2 separate regions of the Cyprinus carpio genome follow, and region 1 is linked to region 2. Evidence: chromatin contacts called from public Hi-C data. All regions are on one chromosome and are shown on one strand. Each heading gives the region's core, a stretch centred on a gene start, on an enhancer-like site or on the middle of the called end of the contact. The rest is flanking DNA. Distances are from core to core; before and after follow the strand shown.

What was found. A called contact is a pair of places that touch in the nucleus more often than the background predicts.
Region 1: a contact with region 2 is called in a Hi-C map of liver, with 8 times the contacts expected there. The contact joins the promoter of LOC109088962 here to the promoter of LOC109088966 in region 2. A contact is called at or near these places in 5 of 8 Hi-C or Micro-C datasets (liver, red blood cells and skeletal muscle).

What each region holds. Positions count from the first base shown.
Region 1 is chrA14:11,162,403-11,166,439 of ASM1834038v1, reverse strand. LOC109088962 (E3 ubiquitin-protein ligase TRIM35-like) reads right to left here and starts at 2,740. Exons shown (of 7, transcript XM_042770651.1): 1 at 1,962-2,740. The region is part of intron 1 of LOC122133921 (SH2 domain-containing protein 4A-like); the gene reads left to right.
Region 2 is chrA14:10,970,718-10,974,676 of ASM1834038v1, reverse strand. LOC109088966 (alpha-2 adrenergic receptor) reads left to right here and starts at 1,903. Exons shown (of 1, transcript XM_019103100.2): 1 at 1,903-3,959. The coding sequence starts at 2,472. The coding sequence ends at 3,689.

The sequences.
Region 1 (4,037 bases), core at 1,491-3,990, 190 kb before region 2:
TTGGATCCGACAGCAGAGCGCAGTTGCTCATTTCACATGTGAAAAGGCCATTTGCATAGAAGTCTAAAAGGCACAACAGCTCCCCAAAAAAGGCAAATTTAAATGTAAGGGTCAGAGAAATAGGGCAAAATGCTGATGTAAAACTAAATTATGAATTATTGATTAACATTATAAGTGGCCTTCATTTTTAGAATTTGCATATAATTGTTTTTTTTTTTGTTGAACTTCATAAAATTGATACAAACACATTACAACCTATGACTTCTTGAGACCTGATTTTAATATTTAGAATTTGAATCAGAAAGTGACCAGAGAATGTTGATCAAATGAGCAAACAGGCATGAGAAAGTGAATTCGTCTGACTGAAGAATCTTTGTAACACCTGCTGCCTCTCTGACAGTGACCCACAGCCTGTTATCCTCAATACAACACACACACACCACACACAGGCAGCAGCGCTTCACACACACTCCTCCATATGGTTCAAGAGTGGGCCGTGGACACATCAGTGCTGAGGGAAAGAGAGAAAGATGAAGGATCGAGGCACTGTAGGAAAGAAGAATAGAAGATCAGGGAGTTTTCACTAAGAAGTTGCAAAGAAAACTATTTTTACATTTCCTGAGGAAAAAAAATGTAAAAGTGGGTGGTTCTTGTCTGTGTCACAATGTGTTGTGGGTGGTCAGGGTTGCTATGCTGCTACAGAGTTCTAAGTGGTTGGTAGGGTGTTGCTAAGGGCAACAGGCCACATGACATTTTTCATAAGCATAACACAAATTAGGAATCAAAGTTTAACATTTAGAGTTAAAGACCCCCTGTACTGACATGTCTATATGGTGTTTTTAATTTAGTTAAGGCAAGCCATGTGCAGAATATCAGACAGCACAACATCTTAACATTAAATCCTCAAACCAGAAATATACCAAAGACAGTCTCAAAAACTATCCTTGAGGGGACTCTCCAATGACGTTATTGTTTTTATACTGTACAAACCGTATAATCTGTCACCCTACACCTAAACCTACCCCTCATAGAAAACCTTCGGCATTTTTTTTTACTCATTCTGCATGATTTATAAGCTTGTTTCCACATGGGGACCTCAATTTAGGTCCCCACAGTGATATAAGTCCACATAAGTTGATGTGTATTTAGGTTTAAGTCCACACTGGGAAAGAAACACACACACACACACACACAAACACACACACACACACACACAAACACACACACACACACACACACAACCACACCACACACACACACACACACACACACACACACACACACCCACACACACCCACACACACACACACACACACACACACCGTGGTATGATACACACACACCACACACACACAACACACTATTAAACACACAAAATCTGCACTGTGGTATGATATGCTAAACGTCATCTAGAATGATTTCAAACAGCATTTTTCATTTATTTTATAATTATTAAGCATGCGATTTCATGAGAATATTAACTGAGAGACATATAATTATTCTTATTAGTTATTTTAAATAACTTTTTTAATACATTTTCTATTTTTTACTTTTTTATTGTTCATTTTATGCTATAGTATAATAAATGAATGTGCCTTGCCTATTTAAGATTTATTTGTTGGACTTTAGGATTTACAATAAGCTAGTGAAGACAAAAATTATTATTTTTTAAAATTGTTGTCCAGTTATACATAAAAGCTTAAAAGAATCGTAAATAGAGAGTCTATTGACATGTTATGCATCATTTACCCACATAGACACACAGGTTTTGGAGGATTAGCTCACTTTTGGGTACAAATTTGTCCCTAAAATATAGTAAAGTAGGTACACACCCACAAACAAGCTCCGAACAATCACACACACATACACATTTACACCTGTATGCAAATGCATAATTTCTTTAACTCTCTAGAACCCCCACCCCTTACATTCTGCCATTTTCCCCATTAATCGATTTATACCTTCCCTCCATTTTTATCATCCGTCTGGCAGGTCAGGCTCCATATATCCCGTAATTGCAGTACGAGTGTATATCTCCAGCCTCTGGTCCCAGTAAGCATGCCAGGAATCATTTCTCATGGGTGACTGGGACTCAGATGGTGGCAGGATTTCCTCCACTGAAGCTCTCATTCCCTCACTGGCCCTGCATGCACATTAATCAACATCCAGAGGAGAAATACCATATGCAAGATGCAACAGAGGGAAAAACTAATCAGAACGAGTGGTTAAGGTGATAGTTCACCCAAAAATGACAATTCTTTCATAATTTACTCAGCCATTTACCCATGAAACTGACTGTGCAATCAATCAAAATAAAACATTAAGGTTACGATTATGGCTGCTGCGATTAATATAACAAAAAAAGTGACATCAAAGTTGCAAATTATCAAATTATTACGCAATTGTTTTGCATCGGTTGAAATTTATAAACAGTGCAGCAATGGCAAATCAGAGGTGGTAATATTAGTCTACAAGCCTATTAGATGACAACCAGACCTGCTGATTGAGTTGTTGCACACGTGCATGTTTTATTTTTCATCTCATAAAAGTTTTGATAGTCTTTCACAACTTTATTGGATGTCTAATGAGTTACAGTGGGTATAGAAAAGAATCACCACCCTTTAAAATAATAACATTTTGTTGCTTTGCAGCCTGAAATGAAGATGGACACTGTTTTGTTTTGCCAGCTGTATATATTCAGAGCAACTTATAACATCCAAATGAAAGATGTAACACCAACATGTCAAAAAAAATAAAAATAAATAAAACAGAATCACTGAGTTAGAGAAAGGATCACCCCACCCCCAACCCCCAACCTCCCCTAGAAATTACTTATATACTCAGTCAGGTGTAGCTAATTACCTTCTCCATGGCACACAAAGCCATTGACTTTCAACTGTGATAAGCTGTGGTCATTTTGATTAGTAAAAATCAACTTTAGCATTCAAGTCACTGTCAGTGCAACTGAAGCAAACAATCAACTATAGGTGGCAAGGCACTGTCAAAAGATCTCCGATAAAGTTCAGGACAGGCACAAGTCAAGAGATGGATCCAAAAAAATAAAAAATTTAAGGGTTTATCAATGGCTAGAAGCACAGTGAAGTCTATTATTAAGAAGTGGAAGGTGTTAAATACAACACAGACTCTCCCTGGATCAGGACGTCACTCCAAACTGGATGAAAGACACAGGAGGAAACTGATCAGAGAGGTGACCAAGAGGCCGATTTATGACAAATTTATGACAAAGAGTGGTCATTGTGTGTATGTGACAACAATATCACAAATTCTCCACAAATGTGGCTTGTATGGGAGGGTTGCAAGAAAAAAAGACACTCCTCAAGAAAGGCCTCATGCAGTCACGACTGAGTTTTGCCAAAACACACCTGAAGATTCTGAGGCAGAAGAGGCTAAAATTATTTGGCCACAACACCAAACGGTATGTCTGGCAGAAATCAAATACAACTAACTATCTAAATAACAGCATTCCTCCTGTAAAGCACGGAGGTGGTGATGTCCTGTTATGGGGGGTTTCTCTGCAGCAGGGACTGGAGCACTTCAGGATAGAAGGAAAAATGTATGGGGAAAAATACTGTCAAATTCTTGAGGAAAATCTGCTGTCCTCTGCCAGAAAGTTGTCAATGGGAAGAAGGTTTTCCTTCCAACATAACAATGGCCCAAAGCACACAGCAAAACTGAGCTCACAGTGGTTGAAGGAGAAAAAGGTGAATGTCCTTGCATGGCCTACCCTTTTTGAAAAATAAGTTTATTCAAGTTATTCATGCTATAAGTATACTTTTAAACTGAAAATAGGAAAGTATTTCAGTCTACTTTTTATGTACTTCTCAGAAACATACTTAAAATGACATTTAAGTATACTTGACTTATATTTAGCAAAAATCTAAATATATTTGAGCTATACTTGTGCTCGGGGAATCCATGTTTTCATTGTTATACTGTTATTACACACCTTCTGTACAGAATTTCTAAAACACAAGCGAAGAAGAAATCAAAACAACAGATGCTTCCACATGTAATCT
Region 2 (3,959 bases), core at 654-3,153:
AAAATGAAAGACAAGGCACAGAAATATCATATCTGGGTATAATGAGACGTCAGAGCTAGACTAGTCTGAAATGATGATCTGGATAATCAATCAATCAATCAAATATGTTGTTACTGTATTGCACATAAAAAATATACTTAACTATGGAAAACATGTCAGCGTAAAACATTGTTATGGTTAAAAATTGGCTTTATTAACTTGAGGCAAAATATAATTTATTTTTGCTATCTTTTGATTATGTGAAATGTGACTTGTAAAAGTCTTGACTGGTTTTGTGAGACTATTTCTGTCTGTTTATGCCATGGATTTTGTTATTTCTGAGTATGTCTGAAAAGAATGATTTATACATAATGTCAAGGACAGCACTGATATTCAGATGAAAAAACAAAAACAGTATAAAACTGAGTTATCACATTTATATAAGCATTGTGAAAATAAAATAAAGCACAGATTGACATCATAATTTGATAGAATAACATTGAAAGATACATTGAAAACACTCATGTATTGTTTGAATACTCAGTTTTAATCAGAGACTGTCTGTTGTAGTCATAACCAGGGCAATTTTATTTTATATTCAGGTCATAAAATGTCTAAGCTCAGCAGAACCGTGGCCTGATTTTGAAGGCCAGTCAGTGTTTTTTGTTTTTTCAGCATATTTTAATTTTTGTTTTGGTGTTTTTGAAAATACTTTTCTGTATTTTAAACATTCAATCAGATAAATATTGCCTTTTGTGTTAATACATTGCATTGTGACATCTTAAGCTAAACGAATATATCTTTATACATTATATATATATTAAAAAAATCTAAAATAGTCACTGGATTTTTGTTGTGCTGTCTATACTGACACATTAACATTAAAAGCTGCATCAGCTATTTATTGTTCAAGTTATTTTTACACATAGAATGACCCAGAAATCAAAACAAACATAAAAATCACATGGGATAATCTAAGACAACAGCACCGAGGATGAGGTTACAACTGATGCTGAGAAACTTCAAGAAGTCCAAATTCAGTAAGCTTTGACAAATAGAATGTTTATCCCTCTCTCTCTTCCTCTGTGTATTAAATCTTTAATGATTCTGATCAGCAATCCAGATTTCCAAAAGTAAATCCAGAATCCATAATAATTATTATAACCTCAAGGGGCTCCGTTATTTTACTTTTACTTGGAATTTATTTATTTTATTTTCCATTCCACGAATAAAGGCCTTAAACTGGTCTTAAATCAAAGCAGAAAGTCTGTAGGTTCATAAAGTCATGGCATTAAATGTGTCATGCACTGCAAAAATGAACATCTTCCTCAGTATATTTGTCATCTTTTCCAACACAAATATCTCAACATCCTTAAATCAAGGTACATTTATTTTAAAATGCAAAATGAAGAAATTAAGTCTTTTTTTTTTTTTTTTTTGGAAACTGAACAAAATGAAGTCAATTTGTTCTTAAAACAAGAACAAATACTTGGCATTTGTGAATGAAAACTTGTTTTCAGTTACATACTTACAATTTTTCTGCGACCACTGGCCGATGATTGTTCTTATTTTAAATTATGAACGCACTTCACTATCAAAAACAAACATCACTATTTTTTTTAATTATTTATTTATTTATTTATTTTATGCGGTGAGATCAGAAGGTACAGTAAAAGGTATTTCCATATTCTAGTGGTTGGAAGCAAAGCTATTCAAGCCTTGGCATTTATTTTTTTATGAATCGAAAAGTGATTGTATTTTAAAACTCAGAAGTGTTACTTATACAACTTATTTTTTGCTCCCTTGATACTTGCATTTAGAGTCCAAATTGCATTCCCTTGAATTTATACCTTAAAATGTAATAACTTGGTCTTAAAAAGTCTTACATTTACTTTCATAATACCTGCAGAAACAATGTACCAACTTTATTATTATTATTATTATTATTATTAAATCTGCATAAAATGTCGTCTTTTTTGTTAATGTGTTAAGGATTTATGCAGGATTAAATGTCTAGTAAAAATTAATGTTACATTTTGGAATATGCTTTGCAATTTCTTTCTTTGTGATTATAATTCTCGTGCAAAATATACATTCACAATATATCCTCTGTGTGTGTGTGTTTAGCGATGGGTTGGACTAGAGCGTGACGTCATGTGATTATCCCCAGCTAGAGCTCACACATCTGCACGTTCAGTCCGGTGTGGAGAGCTAATGTGGAGAGCTGCGTGCGCCTCTCCGGAGCGCGCTTGACAGAACGCGCGCAGCGCATCTATTTTGGAGTTCTTTTCGCGCGTCAATTTGTTCGAATTGAAGCAGTTTGTGATTTTATGAATATCTGCGTGCACAATGAATAGCTGTTACGTTGCAAGCATGAGAAGATCGCGTCACCAGAGCGCACTGACAGCTCAAGTGTTTCAGTGCATGGGTGACACAACCTAACGCGTGAAGTCTGGAAAAACTAACCTGGCTGTCAGAAAGATGAACTCAGAATGGATGTAACTCAGTCCAATGCAACGAAGGAGGATGCCAACATCACCATCACCTCATGGCCGTACACGGAGACGGCAGCCGCGTTCATCATCCTCGTGGTTTCCGTCATCATTCTGGTCACCATTGTTGGGAACGTTCTGGTCATCGTGGCGGTTCTGACCAGCCGCGCTCTCCGCGCGCCACAGAACCTCTTCCTCGTGTCGCTTGCGTGCGCGGACATCCTCGTGGCCACGCTAGTCATTCCATTCTCCCTCGCCAACGAGATCATGGGACAATGGTACTTTGGCAGCACCTGGTGCGCGTTTTACTTGGCTTTGGATGTTCTGTTCTGCACTTCGTCCATCGTGCATCTGTGCGCCATCAGTTTGGATAGGTACTGGTCTGTCACCAAAGCGGTGAGCTACAACTTGAAAAGAACCCCGAAGCGCATCAAAAGCATGATCGCGGTGGTGTGGGTCATTTCAGCCATCATCTCGTTCCCACCTCTCATCATGACCAAGCACAACGAGAAGGAGTGTTTAATAAACAACGAGACCTGGTACATCCTCTCCTCGTGCCTGGTGTCGTTTTTCGCACCGGGGTTCATCATGATCACAGTGTACTGCAAAATCTACCGCGTCGCCAAACAGCGTTCGTCCACAGTATTCGTGGCCAAGAATGGGTTGGAGAGGCAGCCCTCCCAGTCCGAAACGTGCTTTGTGAGGAAAGATAAGTTTGAGAAAGAGTCTCCGAGCAGCAACAGCTCGGAAAGCAACCAGAGACGAGAGGAGCTAGATGATATCGACCTGGAGGAGAGCGCGACGTCCGACAACAAACCCAAGAGCTCGCGCTTCTCCAAGCGCAGTCGGGTGGACGGCGCGCGGTTGTTACCGGAAAGGGACTTGCCGGATCTCCTGGGTTTCAATTAGGGGAGGAGAAGAGAAAAGATCTAGGTGTGGTGTAGAAACAAACTGGCTCAGATGCGGGAGAAACGCTTCACCTTCGTTCTGGCTGTGGTTATGGGGGTGTTTGTCCTCTGCTGGTTTCCATTTTTCTTCACCTACAGTCTGAAGGCCATCTGCGGGCAGAGCTGCGAGCCGCCCGAGGCGCTTTTCAAGCTCTTCTTTTGGATAGGTTACTGCAACAGCTCAGTGAATCCCATCATTTACACGATTTTCAACAGGGACTTCAGAAAGGCTTTTAAGAAAATCGTTTGCTTGACTGCGCAGCGCACCTAAGAGACTCATATTTCGATTCTTTAGTCACGATTAAAATGCTTGAATGTCATCAGAATTCAAACCAAGTGGAATCTGCAAACTAATTATGCCCTTTTCCATAGTACTCTCATTAATTATCATGTCCAAATTTATTTTTGCTACTTTTCAAATGCCTTTCAATGTATATAAAAAGATAAATATGTATGCCTAAGTATGTAAAATACTAAAAAGAATAACACAAAACAACAGACATTGCATTTTTAAAATTGTATGAGCTATCAAACAGTAAAA